3 separate regions of the Mus musculus genome follow, and regions 1 and 2 are each linked to region 3. Evidence: chromatin contacts called from public HiChIP or PLAC-seq data. All regions are on one chromosome and are shown on one strand. The core of a region is the stretch at or near the end of the contact, and the rest is flanking DNA. Distances in the headings are between cores, read along the strand shown. Region 1 overlaps Lasp1 (LIM and SH3 protein 1). Region 2 holds the start of 1700001P01Rik (RIKEN cDNA 1700001P01 gene). Region 3 holds the start of Rpl19 (ribosomal protein L19).

What was found. HiChIP or PLAC-seq counts read pairs in DNA pulled down with a chosen protein or histone mark.
Region 1: an H3K4me3 HiChIP or PLAC-seq map of embryonic stem cells shows a contact between it and region 3, with 20 read pairs. The contact joins the enhancer-like site here to the promoter of Rpl19 in region 3. A contact is called at or near these places in 2 of 39 promoter capture datasets (the HPC-7 cell line and neural stem cells), 1 of 15 datasets of contacts at CTCF or cohesin (the NIH/3T3 cell line), 5 of 484 Hi-C or Micro-C datasets (CD4 T cells, the HL-1 cell line, the N1E-115 cell line and 2 more), 23 of 115 datasets of contacts at active chromatin or transcription factors (CD8 T cells, the SCID.adh cell line, bone marrow-derived macrophages and 17 more) and 4 of 9 other capture datasets (adipose tissue, embryonic stem cells, liver and 1 more).
Region 2: an H3K27ac HiChIP or PLAC-seq map of embryonic stem cells shows a contact between it and region 3, with 10 read pairs. The contact joins the promoter of 1700001P01Rik here to the promoter of Rpl19 in region 3. A contact is called at or near these places in 15 of 39 promoter capture datasets (the 3T3-L1 cell line, 3T3-L1-derived adipocytes, the C10 cell line and 10 more), 5 of 484 Hi-C or Micro-C datasets (CD8 T cells, Th1 cells, embryonic stem cells and 2 more), 29 of 115 datasets of contacts at active chromatin or transcription factors (the 230-238 cell line, CD8 T cells, the SCID.adh cell line and 20 more) and 5 of 9 other capture datasets (adipose tissue, embryonic stem cells, liver and 2 more).

What each region holds. Positions count from the first base shown.
Region 1 is chr11:97,815,901-97,819,163 of GRCm38.p6, forward strand. All of the region lies in intron 3 of Lasp1 (LIM and SH3 protein 1), which reads left to right. Among named protein-coding and RNA genes, the nearest start is that of Lasp1, 18 kb to the left of the region's middle. Within about 2 kb of position 1,646, at least 170 of the 459 cell types and tissues checked have an H3K27ac peak or open chromatin away from gene starts, as enhancers often do. A contact at or near this core is called in CD8 T cells, the HL-1 cell line, the SCID.adh cell line and 13 more, where this site is marked.
Region 2 is chr11:97,774,448-97,777,920 of GRCm38.p6, forward strand. It overlaps 1700001P01Rik (RIKEN cDNA 1700001P01 gene), which reads right to left and starts at 1,471. Exons shown (of 3, transcript NM_028156.2): 1 at 1,205-1,471. The coding sequence starts at 1,411. It overlaps Rpl23 (ribosomal protein L23), which reads right to left. Exons shown (of 5, transcript NM_022891.3): 5 at 3,079-3,473.
Region 3 is chr11:98,025,263-98,028,755 of GRCm38.p6, forward strand. It overlaps Rpl19 (ribosomal protein L19), which reads left to right and starts at 1,662. Exons shown (of 6, transcript NM_009078.2): 1 at 1,662-1,728; 2 at 2,561-2,667; 3 at 3,084-3,206. The coding sequence starts at 1,724.

The DNA.
Region 1 (3,263 bases), core at 396-2,895, 210 kb before region 3:
GTCTCCCCATCCCCACCCTTGCTCAGTTACTTCACACTTCCTGACTTCTGCAGAGGTCAGGGAGGGCGGAAATACCGCCTTCATACCTGAAATTGGTTGGGGAGGCGTGGACATATGTTTGACTCTCCTGGGCTCCTAGAGCCTTCTGTTCTGTTCCTTTACACGTGACACAGAAGAGCTGAGAGCCAACCAGAAAACTATACTAGTCTGTGATGCACAGCCTGTCCTCTGTAACCTTGTCTTGAGACCTTTTGGATGTCTTGGAGGGAGGGCGGTATGAGGGGCCCATCCTCCCATCTCTTTAGTTTGGCTTTCCTGAGTGATACGGGTTGTTCCAACAATAGAGAAGGAGGCATGATATGCCCTGGCTCAGAGGGGAAGACTCTGTCCTTCAGGGGCACTGAGCTGCGCCATGCTAGGTGGTCTGGAGCTCCGAGAGCCTGCCTGGAACCAGCCTGGCCTGCCTCAGTGAGGATTAAAGGATTAGATGAGAGAATACAGTGGGGGAATTTACTGAGTTGGCAAGGGGCCCAGGTTGGTGCCACCTGGGCCACAAGGGCTCACTCGGGCACAGACCCTTGCACGACTGCTTCAGGTGGGTTTTTTTTTGTTTGTTCTGGTTGTCCTGAGATGATAATGCCATATAACCCTTTTAAGACATTGCCTTGGGGGCTGGAAAAACAGCTCAGAAACTCACGTCATTACAACGTTTGTATCTCTAGCTCTGGGGGAATCTGAAGCCTCCGGTGTCTGCGTCACGTGCGCTCACGTGCGTTTACGTGCACATAACCTCATGGAAGCACGCACCTACATATAATTAAACACACACGAAAAAAATCTTAGGAGGAAAAAAAAAGAGAATAGCATTGATTCCCTCCTCATGTCTCCATCTCCCAAGTGCCAAGATTGCAGGTCATACCACATCTGGCTTATAGTTTCCTATCTACTACCTGAAGGGAACAGTTTCCTCTCCTTAAGAAGCACAGCAGACCCCGAGGCTGCTGAGAACGTGGGAAACCTAAAAGCGGTGTGATAGCTTCTCCTTCTGGGCCTTGATGCCACTCCAAGGGCAGGTTTGGGATCAGTCCCCCACGTCCCTCTTGGAAGCGAGCCCTCAAGAGTTCAAGGCCATATTGAGCGAGCGAGGCTGCCTGCCGTATCTGGGCTCTTCACTCCCACACACCAGTGTGTGCCTTGAGTGTGTAGCCCTCCAGTGTGTCCCACAGCACAGGCAGCTGCTTGCCCCTTAGCATTTCCTGGGGAAGCTGCTCTGAATGACTCCAGATGACGATGGAATGGTCCAGCAGGCAGGGAGAGGGGTCAGAGGGCCAGATGCCTGGGCCAAGCGAGAGATTGCCTCCTTCTTCTCCACTCGTCTTCCTTCTCCTCCTCCTCCTCCTCCTCTTCTTCCTTCTCCTCCTCCTTTTCTTTTTTTCCCTCCCCTTTTGTCTTTTTCCTCCTCTTCTTTTTTCTTTCTTTCTACATTCTACTTTAAGGAGAAACCCAACCCACTTGCCCTTGGGAGCCCATGAGAGCTCCACCTCAGCTTTTTTTTTTTTTTGCTTCTGGAATCTGACCCCTGTAGGGCGGGGCTGATATCAGAAGGCAGCCAGCCAGCCCTACTACCCGTGCCTGTGTACAGGGGCATCAGGGCTGCCCTTGCTGTTTGTAGGGCTGCCCTGCTCTCCACACACAGACTCGGAGGTTCCTAGACTCTAGGGTCTGCTGTGGGCTGCCATAACGTTCTCTTAGTTTCTTACTGAGAGGCAGGAGGCCCTGTGTGTATCAGTTCTCACAATCGTATTGTCAAAAAGGGAAGAGCTGCTTTTGTGGGGCTCCCTCTTTGGTTGTTGGCTTCTCTTTTTTTTTTTTTTGTCTTTTGTCTTTTGTTGTTGTTGTTGTTTTGAGCCGGGATCTCACTGTATCCTTGGCTGGGCTGGCATTACCTATGTAGTTTGAGATGGAATTCTCCTGCCTCAGCCTCCTGGGTGTTGGTATTTTAGGTGTGAGTCCCTACTCCTAGATTAAGAAGGGGCTGTTTTTATTACGTAGGTGGGGTCACTGAGGTTTGGAGAAGCCACGCTGATGAAAGCTCACCATCTTTCTTATCTAGCCACGGCCCCCTGACTGTCAGTCCATCCGTCCGGCTGGGACTCTAACTCCTTGTCTCTCAGGACCACTTGCCCAGCCCACAGGCAGGCAGATTTTGAGCTTAGCTGATGGGGCCTCAGTGCACAGCTGGAGCTGTTCTATAGGACTGACTGCCCATCACACCAGCTCAAAGGAGGTTAACCCAGGCCGGCCTCAAACCCCTGCTAATCCTTCCAACTCAGCCTCCTGGGGGCTGGGATTACTGGTGTTTGTGCGCCTCTGCCCAAACCAGGCCTGGTGCCCTGGAGACTTCCTCTGCTTGGGCTGCTAAGTTAGGTGCTAGCAGGGTAGAGCTAATAAAGCCAACAGGTGGTAGCCTCGGGATGGTGACACACTGGAGGGTCTGTGTGATCCCAGTCAACGGGGTGGGAGGTGAAGGAATTGACCGTCTGCATTGGGGGCACAGATCTGTTCCTGGACCTGCGGACCTGCAGGACCATGTGGAAAAGAAAGCTTTGGGTGGTGTGTCTCTCCCACTGTCTACCATCTGTGCAGTCTGAGCCCTTTGTTTGTTTGTTTGTATTTCTTTCCCCCTCATAGTTTTTTTCCTCCCTCTGTAGTGAAATAGAGATGGAGACCCATTTGCCTGGAAGTTGGGGGCTGGGCCTGTCGCTAAGGGCTTGGCAGGACCGGCCTGGCTAGTGATAGATCTGTGGCTGCTGTGGGGGCAGGGCTAGCTAGGGCTTTGTGTGGCTGGCTGGAAGCAAAGTGGGAACCTTTCTCCCCTTCCCTGCCCCACTCCAGCAGGGCAGGGCATCCTGGGCTCCTTCCAGGGCTGCCTGCTTCCTGGCCTGGCTTCATGTGTGGGCTCTTTCCTTTGGGGAGCTGCCTGGGCCGTTTCTGCCTTGTTCCCCCACTGCTGCATTGGTCCCGAGACTGGTGCTTTGGGTGTCTGTAACCTCCCCAACCACAGAGCTGCCCAGAAGTAACACTCTGAGCCTTGCTGTCAAAGCTGGCAGTTGTCCCCAGCTCCCCTCTTCTCACTGTACCCCTACTAAATAGAGACAGTATCCTTGGGTTGGAGTTGAAATAGAGAATGTGTGTGACCAAGTCCAGGCCCTCTCCCTGGCAGATGTGCTGGGAGTCTCTCTGTTCTTCTGTTCCTTGTCACC
Region 2 (3,473 bases), core at 221-2,720, 250 kb before region 3:
GCTAGTTATATTTGATGTTAATTCCATTCTCCCGTGAGGGGCCGTGAACAAGGAATGGGTCAACACTCTCTCCTGATTTCATGTTACCCTGCTTCCCACCTTAATAAAGGAGAGCTGATGATTGGGTAGATAAAAGGGAAGGTGGAGCAGAAGGTGGGGAGAGAAAAGTAGAAAATGGGAGAGAGAGAGGATGCAGAAGAGGAGGAGGAAGAAGAAAAGCAGAGCACATGGCCTGGAGAAACTGCAAGTTCTATCTAAGGGGTCTCATAGATATGGAAGTTGGTAGTGTAGCAGTAGATCTGGCCAATCTAGGTGCACAGCATGTATTCATATTAACTGAGTCATGTTTTCATTGACAGGGCATATTTGGGTTGGAGATTTACCAAAACAGGGAGGTGACGTGGGCTGGACCCCTGCATTCCCAGCCATTAGTTGTTTTTGTTTGTTTGTTTATTTGTTTTTTAATGGGTGTGGGGGGGGTGTGCCTGACCTCCTCCATGTGAGGTAGGTATTGTACCAGTAAGCTACATCCTCAGCCACTAACTAGACTGAGGATCAGTTGAGCATAAGAGCTCAAGGACAGCTTGTGATACAGCGAGACTACATCAAAACAAGAAGTAAAAAAAAATTTTAAAAAGTGTTGGGAGAAATGAACTGTCAATGGACAGCCTGAGATCTATGATCCTGTATAAGTAGGATGTCTGCAGAGATGGGGCAATGGCTTCCCTTGGGCTCACAGGTGCAAGCCAGCCTTAACCCGGTGACTGTGACAGCATAGGACAAGGCAATCCCCTTTGGTTCACAAAGCTTATTGGTAGTTTCTGTGGGTTTTGAAGATCCGTAGTGAGGTCACAGCTAAGCGGCCCCTGTGACGTCACAAAGACAAAGAAATCTATTATTTGTCTGTAGAGACTTGGCTTTGCGCCTTATCCTCTGCTCGCAGAAACAAGAAATGAGACTGTAGATGGGTGGGGTTCTGGGTAGAAAGGACCAAATGAGCTCAGCACCAGCACTCCTCTCTCATCCTGCTCCTCTAACTCACCAAAACAGCCGCAGGGTGCGGGCCTCAGCGGTGCACAGCGCCCGGTAGCTCAAGGCCCAGAATTAGAGGGGTGCGAAACCTCGAAGTCCTGGGCCACCAGGACCCAAACCCACAAGCTGACTGCCTGAAGTCGCAGGTGCTCCGGGATGCTCCCACACCTACCTGATCAGTTTTCCGCAAAATGGGCGGAACCACGCGGCTCCGGAAGTACCGACGACTGTGGTGGTCCAGTTGAGGATTATAAGGCGGAATTGCAGACCACAGCTTGGGCCTCATGATGCTGTAGGCCTGGGCCATTGTGCTCACAGCTACCCCATCCAAAACAAAAGATTTTTCGAGTCGCCGAGGACTGTTGTAACAACAAGCCATCCTAACCACCGCAGTCTTCGAGTCTGAGAGCTTTCTGGAGCCTTAGATGGGGACTTCACTGAGCATTGTTACGTCTGTCAATTACCTCCCTGAGACACAAACCCTATTGTTATTTCAGGGTCACCACCACGCCCATCTTATCGTGATGCTGGAACTTAACCCAAGGAAGGCTTTATGCCTGGGCATAGTAGGAAAGCACTCTATACCAAGCTGCTACAACCCGAGTCTTTTGCTTACACTCATTCATACACACACACGTTTTAACATTTCATATGTATATGAGTGCAGGTGTGCCCGAGTGGGAGTTGTGTGGTAACTGAGCCGGCGTAGTGGCAGCGTCCCAAGACAACCAGGGCTATACAAAGCCAAACCAAACCAAACCAACAACAAATGGTAATCGAACAGTTCCTCTACGAAGTAGTGCAGTCCAGCATTTCCAGACTCAACACTCAGACTTAGTAAATTTCCTGGCTGACTTTTCCCCATTTGTCCACATTTTGGCCAAATCTTCTCAGAACCCTCCTAAGTTCAGTCTAAGTAGCTAAGGTTTAGAAGGGTCTCTGCAAACCAGGCATGGTGGGGGCTCACTTGGTTTTTTTGTTTGTTTGAGACAGGGCTTCACTGACTCGCTGGAACTCACTTTGTAGACCAGGCTGGCCTCGAACTCAGAAATCCGCCTCCTGAGTGCTGGGATTAAAGGTGTGCATCACCACTGCCAGGCAAGCCTCAAGTTTTTGATAGCTACAGTGTTGCTATTACAGGCACATGCCACACCTGGTATCAATTCCTTACTCAGTAGTTCCACTTGGATACTTTGTCCAACAGGGCCTCAAAAATGTACTAACTCTGCTGGATTCAAGGAACACAGCTAAGGACTTTTATGTTCATGCCTTTTATCCCAGTACTGGGGAGGTAGAGACCAGCTGGGACTTCCAGGGCAGTTAGAGAAAACTTGTCTTGAAAAAGGCAACACAAGACCCGATAGTCTGCAGTAGAAAAGTTTGACAGGTGTAGGCCTATAGATCCCAGCAGGAGGGGACACAATACTGCCTACTCTTAGAGGACATAGGGCTCAAATGACACCAGTTATAGGGATGACTTCCTCTGGCCAAGGGCTGGTACACATTCCAGCACCCCCACAGCTAAATCCAGCAGAAGCAGGATTTTAAAGTGGGCCAAAGGTGGGTAAACACAGCAAATACTACACATGACCAGGCTGGCCCTGAACGTAGAGATCTGTCTCTAGGTGGTTGGACATCACTACACGGGCGACTCTATACATCATTCTGTGGACATTATTTTCTATTCTTTTTAAAAAGATTTATATGTATACAGTACTCTGCCTGCATAACTACAGGCCAGAAGAGGGCAGCAGATCCCATTACAGATGGTTATGAGCCACGTGGCTGCTGGGAATTAACTCAGGACCTCTGGCAGATCAGCCAGTGCTCTTAACAGCTGAGCCATCTCTCCAGCCCTATTTTTTCATTCTGAAAAAAGTCCACAAGTGTTAAGTACCTTAATCAACCACAGCCATGGAAAGGTGACCTCTGGCTAATGACCAGATGACCTAAACATCTGCACTCAAGCACAGGGCTCCTGTACACAACACTCAAGTGGCCATCCAGGCTTCAACCTTCAAGGTCGTTCTCAAGCACTCACAGAAACACAATGAACACACCACTTTATTTTAGGGACCCAAAACCCAAAGATAATTTACCATATGTGCATGGTTTGCTCTAATATTTATCTGTGTTATGTGTACCTGGTCCCAGCAAAGACCTGAAAAGAATGCGTGTTTTGTTTTTTTTGGTTTTTGGAGACAAGGGTTTCTCTGTGTATTCCTGGCTGTCCTGGAACTCACTCTGTAGATCAGGCTGGCCTCAGAAATCCGCCTGCCTCTGCCTCCCAAGTGCTGGGATTAAAGGCGTGCACCACCACGCCCGGCTGTTTTTGTTTTTTAATTGAAGTTACAGCTACCACGTGGGCATTGAGACGTGAACCTTCTACAATTGAATCTTTATAGCTGATCCATCTGGACAGCCCCTAAAGATCGCCTTTA
Region 3 (3,493 bases), core at 412-2,911:
TGCCTCTGCCTCCCAAGTGCTGGGATTAAAGGCGTGCACCACCACCACTGCCTGGCCAAAATGAAGATTTTTTTAAAAGTTGACTATTTCTGAGATAGTGCATAAGTATGTTTCTTACCCTGGCTCTTTCCTTTTAACTCTCAGCTCATTTTACTGCTTAGAAAATTCAAAGAAGATAGCAACCAAGCACAGAGACGCAGACCTGTAAGTGCAATTCAAGCACTGGAGAGAAGGTAGAGGCAGGAAGATAGAGTTGAGGCCATCCTAGGCTACATAACAGGACCTTGTCTCAAAAACAAGCAGAGAAAAAGAAAGACTCTTGATTCAAGTAAGCAAGAGGACCAGAACCCTGATCTAGACCAGGCTGTTCTCAAACTCACAGAGATCCACCTGCCTTTGCCTCCTGAGTGCTGGTACATACTACAATACCCAGCTTGGGTCTAGGACTTTTAAAAAACAGGGTTATTTTTATTTATGTGCATATCCATGCATGCCATCATATCTGCTCTACCTCACTGTGCCAGCGCATGAGACTGGCACAGGGCACCAGGTAGCAAGGAGTTACTGACAGTTCTGAATGTTTACAGGCAGATATGGATGTTGGGAATCCAACTGCAATCCATTGCAAACGCACAAGCCTGTGCCATCTCTAGTCCCACTCCCTGGTTTTTGGGTTTGTTTTTTAATCGGGGCTCCCAATATCCGGGCTGGCCTTGAACTCCATATGTCGCTAAGGGTGGCCTTGAAATTCTGATCCTTCTGCCTCCCAAGTACTGGGGTCTTATTCTGTAGCCCAGATTGCCTGGACCACCTTAAATTTGGGTCCATATCATTTCCTGACAGGATTAAGGGAGTAAGCCAGCTGCTCCGCTCCGGAGCTCCAGATATTTGAACTTTTGGCCCCCAGAACATTCTCTTTGGGTTTTCAGTCAGAGGTCTCCAAAGCCATTCGTCCTTTTTTGTTCTGACAACCCTTCGTTTAGTCAATGTAGGGTCTCCTCACACGGACTTGCTACAGTGCAGATTGAGCCAAACGAGATTGGTTCCGCTTGCTTGTGCTAACGCCTTTTTTGTAATAGTAGATGCATATGATTTTCACAAGTGGATGACAGAAATACGAGGCTTAGGTTCAGACTACAATGGAGATTGAAATGGAAGCATCCAGAGATAGGGATCTGCGGGGGCACTGAGAAAAATCTCTTGGTTTTTGCCTGCGCGCGAGCTACTACTCTCTGGGAGCGAAAGCGGGGTAGTGTCCGCTGGCTCTCCGCCGTCCTTATTCTCTAACACTCCCTTCGCTCCTTTTCTCCCAGCTAATCTAGAAACCTTTCACAGACCGCTAGCCCTCCGCGAAGACCAGGCCGTCCAGGCCAAACCCTCCTCACGCCGCCTGCGCGACTTAGCGTGACTTCCGGCTACCCAGAGGACCACGTGACCAAACGCCCTCACTGCGCATGTGCGCCGCGGAGTCGGACTGAACCATTTTGCCCGACGAAAGGGGTAGGTCTTTTGTGTTTTACAGTTTAAAACTGATTCTCGATCTCCAGTATCTAGGATCACGATTTTTTAGGAAGAAAACAAATTAGTGTGAGATGAAATAAGGTGAAATAGCGTAGCGTAAATACAGACAATCATGGAGTGGGGCTTGGGCTCTCCCCTTCGCAGATAATGGGCGGAGCCTGCGGCCCACAAGCTCTTTCCTTTCGCTGCTGCGGCCGCAGCCATGAGGTGAGCGGGCCCGGCTCTCGGTTCTTGGCCGATGAGGTCGACGGGGCCGACGGGGCCGGCAAGGCTTGGCAGGGATCGGGGCCGGGACCCCGGATGGCAGAGGGGAGAGGGGAGGCGAGCGTGGTGCGGCCGCACCCGGAGCGCGGAGAGCGCGCACGGCCTGGGCCTAGGGAGGGTGGAACGCGGGACGCCGAGGCCCGAAGATCTCCCGCGGGCGCCGCTCTCTGCCTGTCACGCGTTGTGAGGCAGGGCGCGGGGAGAGCAGCGGCGACAGGGCCCTGAGTGGCTCCTCGGCTCGCCGGAGCCCAACAGACCCCTACCATGTAACGTGGGACAAGTCTCGGGCAAGGCCAGGCCTCCGAGTGCGGAGGATGAGGTGCCGGGTCGGCTTCCGCCCGAACGGCTGGACGAGGTTTATTAACGTGAAAAAGAGCCCAGAAAGCAAAGAGCCTCGCCTGTTCTGGGTAAACAGGCTGCGTCACAGTCGAGTCTGATCAATTCGTGTCTGATCCTTAACATTAAAGTCTTCACCGAGCCAAGTACCCGGAAGAGCTTAAGCACCCCTTCCCCCCACCCCAGATCTCAAATGGCTGGCCACTTTGGCCACGTTCATTGCCCAGGTCTTTCTTGGTTTGGATTTAAGGCCTTGCTTTGGAAATAGTTATTAGAGGACAGGAAGGGGTGGCAAAAATTTTAGGTCTAGGGGGTGTGTTTGCCCTTAATAGAAATGTATGCATACTGGTGTATATTTTAGAGGGAAGATTTTGCTTGGAGTGTTTGTTGTTGTTCAGATGTCGCTTCCAGGGCTTACTAGTGCTTTCTGTGTACCCAGTATGCTCAGGCTACAGAAGAGGCTTGCCTCTAGTGTCCTCCGCTGCGGGAAAAAGAAGGTCTGGTTGGATCCCAATGAGACCAATGAAATCGCCAATGCCAACTCCCGTGAGTATGATCTGTCACCCTCACTCACTATCTACCTATAAGGAGATAAGTATGTATGTCTTATACATATATCATTGTATATAGAAATAGTTTATAGGGTGCAACCATCTCGTGTTACATTAATAATTTATGAGTAAAGTGAGTATTTTATGTCCCGTGGAAGTTTTTGATATTTAAAGACTGGAGGATGTTGGATGAGGTTTCAAGACAGAAGCAAGCCTTGTTAGTATCAGACCAAGTACTTTGTTAAACTGCATTTCAGATACACCAATATGCTATGAAATATTTACGAGGTAAATGTTCTTTTTAAAATAAGTATTCCAGGATTTCATCTCCTTTTCAGGATGTTGGGTCAAGGGTAAGAGCTTGACTTTTGTGGCTGGCACTTTACTAACGGGTGTGTTGTGCCTTCCCAGGTCAGCAGATCAGGAAGCTGATCAAGGATGGGCTGATCATCCGCAAGCCTGTGACTGTCCATTCCCGGGCTCGTTGCCGGAAAAACACCCTGGCCCGACGGAAGGGCAGGCATATGGGCATAGGTGAGAATGGTCTAGCCTTTCACTCTGCCTCTTAGATGGGTACACTGGGTAGAGCACTTGTCAGCAAGCTTAAGACCGGTCCGGCTCTACATTCACACTGGTGATATTTTTTCTCCCATCTTGTGCAGTTGCTGGGTGGTAACTATCTTCTTTTGCATGGATACAAGTTGGCACTAGTGCTGAGTTTGTTGGTGGGAAAAGATGTCAGCATTAAGTCCCTACATTCTGCTTATGCTGGGGATTCTACTGGGTGTTTTTTGTTTTTTGTTTTTTTTCAAGACAGGGTT